3 separate regions of the Mus musculus genome follow, and regions 1 and 2 are each linked to region 3. The links are chromatin contacts, called in public Micro-C and promoter capture Hi-C maps. All regions are on one chromosome and are shown on one strand. Each heading gives the region's core, a stretch centred on a gene start, on an enhancer-like site or on the middle of the called end of the contact. The rest is flanking DNA. Distances are from core to core; before and after follow the strand shown.

Region 1 (4,407 bases), core at 1,737-4,236, 1.1 Mb after region 3:
TTTTTCAAGACTCACAAAGATGATTCGGGCTGTTTGTTTGGCACGTTTTTAATCTCTATCACCACAGCAGGGAGACTGCCTTCAGCTTTAGTCCTCCTGGCCTTCTTCTCTAGATTCTCACTGAGTTCTAAACAAGAAATGCTAACTGTTGGCGCCTTCTCTGCATCCTTCCCAGAATGCACCTGTGGCCGTGTCCCGCAGCACTGCTTCAGGGCACACTGAGTTCTGCAGGCGAGCTCACACGGGAGCACACTTGACTTAGAGCCGACGCTAGCGAATTCAGGCTGGATGGTGGTAGCGTGGATTCCATGATTATGAAAGACATCTTTAATGGTCTTGGCCACCTGCATGTAGGAAGCGGGGTCCTCACATTTTATGTGGGCAGTGGCGATGATCCTGCTTCCCGCCAGCTGCCAGACATGTAGCTCATGGACTTCCTCAACGCCGTCAACGTCTCGAAGCTCTTTCACCAAGTGTTTGATATCGATTTGCTTAGGGACAGTTTGTAGAAGAATGAGAGCAGACTCCTTGAGCAATGGGTAAGTCGTGTACAGAAGTATACAAACCATTATAATACAAAGGGTTGGGTCTAGGTAGAGCACCCAGCATGGGCCAGCGTCACGCATCGGGGCCTGGGTGCTGTTAATTATCTCTACAGACGATTTGCAGGGATCAGGAAAACACGGGTTCGTACAAAAGTCGTCTTCAGTACAACCCTTCCAGTTAAAGTAAAAGACCAAGGCATTCACGACCACGATCACGGAGCCCAAGGCATCTCCAAGGACGTGCAGAAACACTCCTCGCATATTCAGCTGCCCAGCCCTGTTGTCTTCCGCTTCCAGATTGTCAGACTCCTGGATGAGATTCCCATTTACTTGTACATCCACTGGGTCATCACTTCTCAATTTTTCTGGCTCTACAACAAAACAATACAATTTTCACTAAGCACATTTAAAGTGTCCACAGAAACATCTTGTCTGGCAGTGAGTGAGTTTAAACTTGTTTCATAAAGCTGTGACAATGACAGTGTGCTGAGAGCAACCCACAGTGAGCTAGCCCTGGGTCCCGCCAGTACCCAACAGCGGAGAGTCCACTGTGTCACTGGGCTACTGCTCCTTGTTCCTTCCCACCTCTCACCTGCCCTCACTGCTGGGATGGGGTCGTGTAAACACTGCGTCACCTCTCTGAAACATACAAGAGAAACAAAACTCTAGGCAATCAGTAAGCATCACTGAAGGGATGTCCTCTGACAGGAACAAACCTGATGTGAGGGTCTCTGTCAGTGGCACTAGACAGACTGAGAAAAGCAGCTCTAACGTAAAATCATCGTCAAGAACATAAAACATAGCGTCTTTGTAGAAGGGTTCACAAACTGACAAATCAACAACCTGGGTCTATTGCTGGGGGTGCAGGCCTTGACCCCAGAGAGACATGCAGGAGGTAATCTGTGAGTTTGAGGCCGGCCTGTCCTACAGAGTGAGTTCCAGGACAGCCAGGGCTATCCTGAGAAACCCGTCTAGAGGAACCAAAAACAAACCAACAAAACAACCTGAAGCTATCAACAAAGTTGGAAGTCAACAATCACTAAGTAACCTGAAAGTTCCCGTCAGAGGGCACACCTGAGGAGCTTCTCTTTCTCCTTTCCCACGCACCACCTGAACTTCCAAACATGTTCCTATGCATTGGAGAAGGTAAGCTGCCTCCGTAAGTAACCTAACCAGATACAAGTGGCAAGAAAAACTGGAAGATACACACAATGTTAACATCGAGGGTGGTAGGTTCTTTCTCATTTCTTTTCAACACTTACCTTCCAAATTACCATCAAGCACACGTGCTCAAGATGAAAAACGCTCGTTAAAACCACGAGAGTAATACATCACCACTGGGTCGAGCACCATTATGCCAACCCGAGGAGGTGAGGGTGCAACGTGCCTTGGCAGGTCCCTAAACAGTGATTTTCCGGATTAGGTGGTCGGTTCAGGGAAACACACACTCCCGTTCACAAAGGCCGCCTTTAACCAGGGCCCACACACCCCCAGCACATCATTATCAAACTTGTTCAGTGGGCACGAAACCACCGCGCACCTGGGCGCGGGGCGTGGCACCCACCGCGGTCGCCAGGGGGCGCCTGTCCCGAACACTGTGGCGCTCACCTGCCTGGTCCGCCTTCAGCCCGTTGGAATTGCTGGTGTTGGCCACCAGCGTGTTGGTCTCCTCCTGGTCCGGCGCCCGGCCCGGCGGCGCGCCCGCCTCGACCCCCGCGCGGCCCGCCTTGCGCGCGCCCTTGGCGAGGTGGCCGTGGCCGTGGCCGTGCGAGTGGCCGTGGCCCGCGCCCTGGCCCTCGCCGCTGTGATGGTGGAACAGACAGAGCCCCAGCACGTTGACCAGCAGCCCCGCCACGCCGACGCTCAGCACCACGAGCGGCTGCTGCATCTCATGCGGCTCGATGAAGCGCTCGACGGCTTCCAGCAGGATGGCGAAGCACAGCCCCGTGAGGAAGATGGCGTTCACCAGTGCGCCCATCACCTCAGCGCGGATCCAGCCGAACGTGTTCTTCTGCGTGGCGTGAGTCCTCCGGGCGAAGCGCTCGGCCACCAGCGCCACTACGAGCGCCAGCACGTCCGACAGCATGTGGAAGGAGTCGGACAGCATGGCGAGCGACGCGGTCACCCGGCTCACCACCACCTCCAGCACCATGAACATGAAGGTCAGCAGCAGCATGCACAGCAGCCGGCCGCGGTTGCGGCCCCAGCAGCCCATGGCGGCGGCCTGAGGCTCGGCGCTGACGCGGGAACGGGAGCGGCGCTGTGGGGAAACCGCCGGCCGCGCAGCTACTCAAGCGCCGGCGCTCGGCTGGGCTGGCGAGGCGGAGGGCGCGGCGGGCCACTGCGTGCCGAGGGGCTGCCGAGCATCGGACCGAAGCGCTCGGGAGACGGCGTCCGCGGCGACTGCGCTCGGCCCGGAGGCGTCCGCCGTCTTCGCCCCCCCTCCTTTGCAGACGGTTTACAAAAAAACTTTGCTTTGCACTCGGAACCCCCGTTTTCACACGGACCCGAGCGTGACAAGGCCCCGGTGCCCCGCCCCCCAGGCCCGGCTCGCCTCCCCATTGGCCAGAGCTGCCTCACGACAGCCCCGGCGTCCCGCCCTTCCTCGGCCTCTATTGGCTAGCGCGGCGGAGGGGCGGGAGGGGGCGGGGCGCGGCCGCGGGAGCTGGGGGCGGGGCCTGTGCACTGGGGAGCCGGGCGTGGGCCGGGGGCCGCGGCCGGGTGCAGCGGCGGGCGGTACGGGGGAGGGTGGGCGCGGGCCGCGTGCAGCGGTGGGCAGGCGGCAGGGCGGTGGCGCCGAGCCCTGGGGCGCAGTGAGCAGTTGCCGCTTCCCGCGGTGCGGGTTCCGGGCCGCGGTTCCCCTTTGCCGGCCCGGCCGCCCCAGACTTTGATCCTGGGAGCTGGGTGCACGTGGGGGCGGCTGGGTGACAGGTCGGCGCCCAGGAGGGGCGGGGAGTGTGGGCTGTGCGGACGGCGGCGGGGGCGCGGCCGCGGCCGAGTGAGGAGCTGAGTTAGGAACTGGTTGCTAGCAGCACAACCTTAGCCTCAGGAACACTTTCCATCCAGGGGTCACCCGCACGGCCACCCCCCACCCCTCCCCAGGGCAACCGTGTGAAGTCAGCTTGTCGCTGACACTCTTAAAGTGTGGAGTGCTGACTTGGGGCGGGAGCCTGCTGCGTGACTTGGGCAAGTCACCTAATCTCGCTACACCTGTTTCTTCATCAATACAGGGAAGGGTTGGGCAAGTGGAACTCTTCTGCTTCCTTCTAGCTAAAATTCCAAGGCTCTGTGATTTCACACTATTTATAGGTTTTTAAACCTCCGAACCCTTGTGTGGGCTGTTTGGAGGGGGAGGGGCGACCAGAATACAAAAGAAGATGGTGGGGAGGCACGAGGAACCAAACACCCTTGCTGAGTTGGCTAAAACTCTATGGAGTTCGTCCTCCAAGCGAGAACAGTGGATGTGTGCACATCTATGTGGGTAAAGCCCCCCACACCCCAATGGAGGCTATAATCATCAGAGAGGCCTCTGTTGAGTCGCCAAACCTGCCTTTCGAAGGACCCTCTGGGTACCAGCTATTGCATTGAGATATTCATGGCCCACTGTGTTCTTTTGCATGAAAAAAATTTCCTTTTGGCTTTTCTGAACAGTTTCTGTGAGTAAACCCTGGCTGTGCTGGAACTCCCTCTTTAGACCAGGCTGTCCTTGAACTCAGAGATACAGCTGCTTCTGCCTTCTGAGTGCTGGGATTAAGGTGTTCGCCACCACCGCTCAGCGGAAAATCCTATTCCAAGATTGCCTCTCACTTTGTACACCTTGTTCTCATCCCAGCACCCAGACTGGAAAGCTAGGCGGGTAAGA
Region 2 (4,350 bases), core at 1,403-3,902, 1.2 Mb before region 3:
CATGAGTGTGGGGTCTCCAGATCTGGGGTCTAGCACCAACACAGTGCTATCATCTTGGCTGGCTCTGAACACATCTTCTCAACGTGCTGTGTGAAGACTGACAGGGGAAGGAGCTCCCTGGTTCCTCTGAGTGTCGAAGATCAAGAGGAGGGAGACCAGCATAAGATGAAAATCTTCTGGCTTTTCATTTCCCTCAAGAACAGACTGGGGAACAGTGTGTTCCCCCACAGTGGAGGTTACCAGACTTCCTAAATTCTGAGTAGAAAAGGGGGTATCTTTGTGAACTGAAACAGACTGCAATTCATTCATGAGGAAAGAACTCAACATATTGCCTGATAGGGATCTGGGGTAGGAATGAGCCCAGAAATGCTTCTCTGTTGTCTTCCTTGGGTAAAGAGCAGGCTGAGGCATAGGCATGAGCTTGAGAAGATGCAGCACATGTGACCTGTTCGGCTCATCCCTCAGTGCAGCACCAGGAGCAGTCTAGTCCCCTCTTTCTCTGACCCCCTCCCAATTCTTAGAGGCAGTACCACAGAGCTTACATCCTGCTTGATTTCCTATCTAGGACTCATCTGGCACCAGAGGCAGCCTATATTGGAGGAAGGGAAATCTCTTTCCAACCTCCATGTATAAAAGCTCTGAATATGATTTCAGAGAACTCAGTAGAGAGGATGTCTGTGTAGAAAGACTCCTATTCCTGTCTGTCTTCAATCAAAGAAACCAATTTTTACAGCCCCCCTAAATATGGATATAGCTTTTTCCTTTATAAATACATATTTTTTATTTATCAAGCAAATATCTGAAAAAAAAACATCCCCAATTGCTATTGCAGCCTACAAGTCCAGGCCTCCAATGGCAATATCTCCCTTTCTAAACTCAATCCCACAGGATTGCAACTCAGCCTAAGATTACCCTGGGATGATACAGGTTGCTGAGAGCACTGTCCTCCAGCATCTACCTGAGAGGATGAAATGAAGTAGATGATAGGTAGATTGGAGTATGTTTCATGATTGTGGGGGTAGGGGGGAGGTGGCTCAGTCACTAAACACTTAGACCTTACCCTGACTGTGCAGGCCTATAATCCTAGGGCTGGGTTGGCAAAGACAAGGACATTCCTGATACTTGCTAGGCAACCAGGCTAGCCAAATCAATGAGCTCCAGATTCTGTGAAAAAACCATTCCTCAAAATACAAGGTGAACAGCCCCTGAGCTTTAAAGACACAGGGCGTTGACCTTGGCCTCCACACATATGCATAGACATGTGGATCACACACCCTCCCCATGGACACACACAAACATGCTTAAATGTATGCTCACAAGAGTAGGTCAGAGGATTTCAGACACAGAGCTTTCAACCTCTGTGAGAAACTAGAGTCTCTAATGGTTGCTGAGTAAGTAAATAGTGGATCCCCCCCTCCCCTACTTTCAAACACTCTTTTCATTCAGCTGTCTGATGGCCCTATTGGCTAATTCATTTCCTTCCCCAAAGACTGCTGAATATTTAAAGCAGGAACTTTAGATGTGCCCAGTGACTTCACATCGCCGTTATATCTGGCTTAATTTCTTCTTACAAGTCCTGTTCTGATACCCTCTCCTCTCCTGTATTCCCAGGTGCCTCATCAACCCAGCTGCTGGACTCAGCCCCTCCTCTCCATAGTTGGCTCATGGCAATTCTTTCTGAGACCTTCACACAGACCCTTTGATTTGTCCATTGACAGAGAATTTTGGAGATAAATTTTCAGGTAGAATAAACTTGCTCATAACTCAAAGCTATTTATGTAAATTCAGCTCCAAACACTGGCCTGATTTTCCAGCAAAAACTCAGATGTAGGATGGACTAGATACGTCTCTTTTAAGTCTCTAAATGCCCACATATTTTCCTGAGGTCAGCAAATGGTTGACTTGAAGGGGAGATATTGTGATTTGTGCTCAAGAAACTTAAGTTATGAGTGATCATAGCTTCATCTTTAAAACGGAAATAATGATTACATCAACTTTCATGGGGCTGGTGTGAGAATTAAAATGTGGTACTATTTGTAACTGTTTTTTTACAACACTATAAGCATAAGACATATTGTTCGTGCTGGTTGGAGGCAGATGTCTTGACAGGAAATCTCTGGAGGTCGCTCTCAGTGTAAACATCCCATGATTCTCTGCCTCAGACAGGGAGATGAACTGCTGCAGCTGCTGCCCTTAGCAACGGGCCAGCTGAGCGGCAGGCTGCACTTCACAATGGCGGCCGCTAGATGGCACGTCCCTTGAAAAACTTCTGCTGCCACAGAACATCTGGATTCTTACAGAGGAAGCTTCTCAAAGGGCATGTAGTTAATGTGGAAGAAACCTGGAGTCCCATCTCCACGGCGACAGAAGCCCTATTCAAGGATCAGAAGTACTCTGAAATACACATAAAAACGAGGGACACCACCCTTTCTTGCTTATTGGTACATTGACATTTTCTTCGTTCCGCTGTAGGGCTCAGAGATGCACTGGTACCCCATGAGGCATCTGGAAAAAGGCAACTAACTTGTTTATCTGAATTCCTCAAAAGGAGAGCAGCGTGATGAAAAATGAATGCCACCAATTATTACACAACAATGTAAGTGTCTAATTCCTCAGCCAGTAACCTCTCTTTAGCACTCCAGCAGTGCTTCAGCCGGCCATGTAAGGAGCTACCCTCAGTCTACCCTCAGGGAGATTCCCATATCAACTATGGCATCTTGGGCAGTCACATCCTGTATGCTCATAGGATCTGCATCACAGAGGTACATGGAGTCATCAGATACACAGGATGAGAACTACCTGTGAGGGCTTTTGTTAGGACCTTCCAGTCAGTCCATTTATTTGTTCTATTTCACTTGATCTTCAGTTGCACTTCCTGCACTCTCAAGTGCAGGAACCCTAAGGTGGCATTTTTCGCAGAGAGAACAACTGTGATAAAAGTCCATCTGTGACCTAAGAGAAGCACCGAGAACAGCAAGGAGGGTATGCTGTGCCTAACATATGCATGTGTCTTATATCTAAGAGTCCTGTCATCCTAGAAAGCCTTTGGACCTGATCTGTTAGAATTTCTAGGTGGAAGCCAAGTCTGTTCAACCTATTTCCTTCTCTAACTTAAGGTTCCCTATTTGGTTTTAACTCAGTAAATATAACTGCCACTTTTCTAACATTGATTAGTGGGAGGAAATGATCTAGATAAACTCCTGGAAAACTTGTGTTTAGTATGTCATACTTTTAAGATTTAGCTATGTAAATGTGTATGCTGGATATAGATGTATATGCATATGTATATGACGTATATGTATATGTATATGATGTATATGCATATGATGTATATGTGTATGTGTATGTGTATATGTATATGATGTATATGTATATGCATATGTATATGATGTATATGTATGTTGTATATATGTATGTGATGTATATATATATATGCATATGTTTATGATGTATATGTATATGTGTAGACACATACATACATGTGCTCATGGAGACAGTCACTGCACGTCTGTGGCCAGAATTACAGGCAGTATGAGCTGCCAAATGTGGGTCCTGGGAAATTAACACAGACTCTTTGCAAAAGGAGCAAGAACTCTGAGTCATCTCTCCAGTCCTATCTAGTATTCTATTAAAAATAATGATAATAATGAACAATACCTCTTAATTAGCAAGAGGAAAGTGAAATAAGAATAGATTTTCCATTTTCTTTGTTAAGTTTTTCAGAAACTGAAAATATGTGGGGTGGCAATATGAACAGCACTGGACAAAGATTTGTTTAATGAGCTTGGTTCTAACCATAAGCTTTGTATTAAAGAGGTCTTGGAAAGAGTTACTATCATTTTCATCCAAGTCAGAAATAAGAAATAGAAACTAAGAAAATAGATGTAACTTACCATATTCTCTGAACAGCAGTGAACAGTGCCTGTTTCTAAAACTTTCCTAAAGCCAGACTCTCTGGAAACATTGTGTAATTTCTTTTGGGAACTCACAAGTGGGACTATATACGTTTTGTGACCTTTTATAAATTATTACTTTTCTTAAAAACAACAACAAAAAAGGCAGGTAAAAAAGTCTCCTCAAGTCCTGTCTCAAACCAAGAGTTGAGAAGACCAAAGCTTCTTGTGCAACTATCGAGAAGTTCCCTATAAGGACTTGACCTCTAAGACTGGACGCTAGGTGGGAAAGAGATTATTACAGCCTCAGGGGGTTCCTGTGCTAGGGTTATGTCTGCATTAGTGTTTTATCTATGACTGACAGAGGAGAGAGAAATATGGAGACACACATAAGGAAAGTTACTTAGAGAAGAGTAAGGTTGGAAGTGGCTATAAATGGAGTCTAGAGTGGGATCAT
Region 3 (4,923 bases), core at 1,032-3,531:
TTAAGTACAGTGTCCTGGAGAAAACCTTATTATTGTATCTGGATCCCAAGCATATTGATGGTATTCCCCCGAGAGAGAAAGAGAGAGAGAGAGAGAGAGAGAGAGAGAGAGAGAGAGAGAATGAGAGAGAGAATGAGAGAGAGAATGAGAGAGCGCTTTAGACTAACCTATAGGTATTTTATAAGAACAGTCATTTAGTTTGATCCTTCAATAACAATTCCTGTTTGTAGATATATGTTTTTGGTGTGTGTTTCTATGCATGTGTGTGCGTTCATGTATGGATAGGTGCATGCATGCATCTGTATCTGTAAGATAGACATGCTGAATGTTTTCCTCAGTGTCTCTCTCTCTCTCTCTCTCTCTCTCTCTCTCTCTCTCTCTCTCTCGGTTTTTTCGAGACAAGGTTTCTCTGTATAGCCCTGGCTGTCCTGGAACTCACTCTGTAGATCAGGCTGGCCTCAAACTCAGAAATTTGCCTGCCCCTGCCTCCCAAGTGCTGAGATTAAAGGTGTGTGCCACCACTGCCCGGCTAGCTCTCTTCTTTGCCTATTTATTTTATTTTATGCATGACCGGTGTCTATGGAGGCTGGAAGAGGATGTCAGATCCCCTAGAATTGGAGTTACAACAGTTGTAAGCTCCCATGTGGATGCTGGGAGCTGAGCCCAGGTCCTCTGCAAAAACAGCAAGTGATCTTCACGGTTGAGACATTTCTCCAGTCTCACCCATCCCCCTTTTTTATTTTTTATTTTTTGAGACAGGCTTTTTCATTGATCTTGGAGTTCATCAGTTAGTCTACACTGGCTTAACAATGAACTTCAAGGATCTGCCTATCTCAGTTCTACAGAGTTAGGATAACAAGCATGCTACTTAAAAAAAAAAAAAGGTGTGGATTGAGCTCAAGCTCTCATGCTTGTGCAACAAGCACTTTATCAACTGATCCATCTCCTCTACCCCTGCAGCCAGTTCTCTATATGATGCCTAGATCAACAGATATTCACTGGACTAGTCAAAACATTAAAGAACAGGGTCAGGGAAAAGTCTCAGAAGGTAAAGATGTTTGCTACCAAGCCTGGCTGACAACCTGATTTTGATCCCTGGAGGTCATATGGTGATGAGAACAAACTTCTGCAAACTGTCTTTTAACCTTCACACGAAGGTCCTGCCCCAATAAATAAGCAAATGTAGAAAAAAAATGTTAAAGAATCGATGCCTATTGAGCATCAATCGACTGAGGGAGAAGTTATATAAAAGCAATGAAAGGCAGTTTCTGCTCTAGATTACAGTCCAACCTCACATAATAAGTGGAAAATATTTTCTTCTTTGTTTCTGTCCTTAATATAGCCACCTGTTCTAGGAGTGACCATCTTCTCCACAAGGAAGAATCACTAATCCCCTATCCTTCTAGGCTCCTCCATCCGGCCTTTAAAGTACCCAAACGAAGCGGGATAAACAGTGGAGAGGGGCTGATTAGGTAGCTAGTTTGCTCGGGGTTGGCTTTTGGGTGTTCACATGCTCAAGGGCTTGCAAACTTAAAAATGGGTACATGACATGCATTTCAGGCCCTTTGTCAAGACGTCTGTGCAACACCTACAATTGTGTGGCTTCAAATGTGTGCTTGCAATGCATAGACAAATGGGGAACTCGTTCCTCCAAGGAGGCATCAGGCTCCTGTGGAGTTGGGTCACATTAGAAATGAGGCTGAAGAGAGAGAGGGAAGGAGGGAGAGACAGAGACTATCCTCACGATCCCTCTTTCTGGTTTGCTGTGCCACGAAGCTGTCTCTACTGGCTGGCTGAAATCTGAGGTGAGTGTTCAGGCAAACCAAACCAAACTGAATAGATCTTCGCTGAGAGGGAATCTGGCACCTCCTGGGTGCGGAGACCTGTCCGTGGTCCTGACCGCTTGTCCAGCCGCTCTGGAAGCCTGGTGAAGGCTGGCTGCTGAGGCTGCTCTCTGCTCTGTCTGCACCTGTTGGGAACGCCCGCCTGAGACCCTGCACTGGCTGGGGGAGAGGGGGTTGGGGGAGGTGAGGGCGTGGCCAGCAAGAGGCGGGCGTGGCGGGTCAGGGTGGTAGGCGGGGTTGTGGATATTTCGGGGGCGGGGCCTGGGAAGGTAGATGGGAATGGGTTAAGTCGAGGTTGTGGGCCAAACTATAGTTGTTGCGAGGGGCGGGGCCTAGAGGGGCCGGGGGCGGGGCGGTGTCACGTGCCGACGGTGCGCGACCGTGGAAGGTTCCGCTTCCTGCGCCGCCTGCTCCGGAGCTTCGACCCCACCCCGCCGCCCCGCCCCAGCTCCTGGAGGCCCAGCTGCCTGGCCCCGGGGCGTTCCCGCCCCTCTGGCCCGAGGCCTAAGAAGAGCAAGCTCCAGCACTTACCCCCGCTCTCCCTGCGTGGTTGGTGCGGTCCATGGCGAGCGCATCATGGCGATCGAAGGTAAGTGGAAGGCAAGCGATGCGCGGAGAAGACGCCCCGCGAGCGAGCGCAGGGCCCAGGAGGCCGAGGTGCGGGTTGCGGGTCCGGACTGTAAGGGAAGCTAATGCGGGACACCGGCCTAGGCGCGGCGTGCGGCCCTCGCGAGCACTGGCCTACACACTTTGGGCGCTGAGGTACCGAGTGAGATGCTCAGGCACTAAGGCTCTGAAGTACTGAGTGAGATGCTCAGGTACTAAGGCTCTGAAGTACTGAGTGAGATGCTCAGGTACTAAGGCGCTGAGGTACTTAGACGCCAACTCGCTCAGTCTCTGAGGTGATAATGAGGCGCTGAGGTTCTGAGGCACAGAGGAGACTTAGGTACTTAGACACTGAGGTGCTGAGTCTCTGAGGTAAATGAGGCGCTGAGGTTCTGAGGCACTGAGGAGACTCAGTTACTAAGGCGCTGAGGTACTGAGTGAGATGCTCAGGTACTAGGGCGCTGAGATACCGAGATGCTGAGGTGAATGAGGCTCTGAGGTATTGAGAAGCGCCGTGCTGTTCGGCAGCGGGAGGCTGCCCTTGTGGGATCCGCTCATCCTGCTGCTCCTGTCGGGCTTTCTGGGCCGATGATAACCACGCTGTCCCCTTCGGTTGACGGGTATAGGGGGGCCAGGACATCTTCGTGAGGTCAACCCTCTTATCTGACCCTCACAATTGCTTTTTTCCGGGGAGAGGCAAATGCCTATTTATGACAAACGCACCCAGAAGATTGGCAACAGAAATGTTTCACAAGTAGCTTGATTCGAATTGGGTAAGGTAAGTGGTACCGATGTGTATTTTCCTCTTATTCTGAGAGCATGGAGTTGGAGTGGAGTGGAATTTGCCTTGCTTTTAAGGAGCATATTGTGCAGTTAGTATCACACAGGTGTGATGCTTACAGCATCTTGTTTTCCATTTTAGATGAGCTCAGTACAAAAAAAAGGATTTCCAAAACTTCCCTGCGTGACCTGTACAGAGTACCTGTAGCTGAATCATTACTTGCCTACATTTAATGTGTTCCCCCTCGCACAGTAATTCCCTTAGGTGACTGGTCTCTGTTAGTATACACGCCTGGGGGCTTCTTTAGGATCCAGCCACCAAACTCCAGAATTAACTCAGCTGTGTGTTTCATGTTTACTTCAATTTAGAGATTAAGTACGGGACACATTGACATGATTTGCTAAGATGATGGAGAATAAAATCTACCTGTAATCGTTGATGTTCAGAACAGCATGTTCAACCCTTATTCTTCTCAGTACTGTTTATTAGAGCTGGAATTAGGGAGTGAAATTCACTGGTTGACGTAGAATGCTTTATTTTGTCAACAACTTTGTGGAAGGATTTCTTGTAAAGTCATACAAATATAATTTTAAGCAGATGATGAAGGATTAACCCAGTTAGGATTCAAATATGATCTCATAATTTGTAATTTCTTATTGTCCAAGTTTTCTTTAGGCATACATACCTTCTCCTGGCAGCCAAATGTTAGAGCATTTTGCTCAGTGTTTTGTATCTTTAAATAATTGGGTTTTCTAAAGATTCTCTGTATGCTTTTTGTTTTCTTTTGTTTTGTTTTAGTTTTGATAGCATGGTACATGCCAGGAAGTACCACTGAACTATACCCCCAGCTTATTATTATACCTATAGATTTTTTAAAAAGGTTTTCAAGATACAAATATCAACACTTAGGCTTTCTCTGGTTTGCCAAGGAAAATGTAGTTAATATATTTCAAATAAAGGTTAAGTCAGTCTAACTATGCTTCTTAGCACTTACTAAAATAGATTCTGTTTATATATACCATCCCTACTTTCCTCACCTTTGAGTAGAATCTTAATTACTCAGTGTGGTAATACCATAAGCCAATGTTTCTTTGAAGACCTGCTTGGTGGTCATAACGCTAATTGATAAAGAATGACATAGTTACTTAGTAGAAATAATTTATATACAGTTCATTCACCTTTTAACTCAATGAACATTTGTTGTATATCAGGAATAGACAATATTCTGAAATAGACTTTGTGGGATCCTCTCTGTTAGAATTTATGTTTTGGTGGAACAGATAATTGTGAGCATGGTTGCAGTATAGTGTATACACCAAGAAATAGGCCATGCATGCTTCCTTTGTGTAAAAACATTCAGTGGTGCTGACTTCAAACTTAATTTTGAGATAATAAATGTTATACCCTTAAGGTCTTTATATTTGGGATGAAGTTCTGTATTGTCAAATCTGCTATTCAGCAACTTTACTCTAACTCCATCCTATTTTTCTTTTCTAAAACAATAATTTAAATACAGTCTGTGTGTGTGTGTGTGTGTGTAAGATCTCTTCCATTTGAAGACAACAACCATATGCTCCTTTGCTTTAAAAATTGAAATATAGTGATGGACAATTTTATTCCACTTGTATATTGAAGCTGTTATAACCTTGCGTAATTTTATAAATGTAGCTTACTATTAGAATGACCTTTTTT

What was found. Promoter capture Hi-C pulls out the DNA fragments that hold promoters and counts their contacts. Hi-C and Micro-C count contacts between places; a contact is called where the count stands out from the background.
Region 1: a Micro-C map of embryonic stem cells shows a contact between it and region 3, with 9 times the contacts expected there. The contact joins the promoter of Slc30a1 here to the promoter of Syt14 in region 3. A contact is called at or near these places in 1 of 39 promoter capture datasets (hippocampal neurons), 1 of 484 Hi-C or Micro-C datasets (embryonic stem cells) and 1 of 115 datasets of contacts at active chromatin or transcription factors (embryonic stem cells).
Region 2: a promoter capture Hi-C map of liver shows a contact between it and region 3, with 5 times the contacts expected there. The contact joins the promoter of 4930503O07Rik here to the promoter of Syt14 in region 3. A contact is called at or near these places in 2 of 39 promoter capture datasets (the 3T3-L1 cell line and liver).

What each region holds. Positions count from the first base shown.
Region 1 is chr1:191,905,360-191,909,766 of GRCm38.p6, reverse strand. Slc30a1 (solute carrier family 30 (zinc transporter), member 1) reads right to left here and starts at 2,986. Exons shown (of 2, transcript NM_009579.3): 1 at 2,154-2,986; 2 at 1-916. The coding sequence starts at 2,760. The coding sequence ends at 12. It overlaps 1700034H15Rik (RIKEN cDNA 1700034H15 gene), which reads left to right and starts at 2,240. Exons shown (of 5, transcript NR_030669.1): 1 at 2,240-2,707.
Region 2 is chr1:194,221,061-194,225,410 of GRCm38.p6, reverse strand. It overlaps 4930503O07Rik (RIKEN cDNA 4930503O07 gene), which reads left to right and starts at 2,652. Exons shown (of 3, transcript NR_040477.1): 1 at 2,652-2,982.
Region 3 is chr1:193,033,133-193,038,055 of GRCm38.p6, reverse strand. It overlaps Syt14 (synaptotagmin XIV), which reads left to right and starts at 2,281. Exons shown (of 8, transcript NM_181546.3): 1 at 2,281-2,433. The coding sequence starts at 2,421.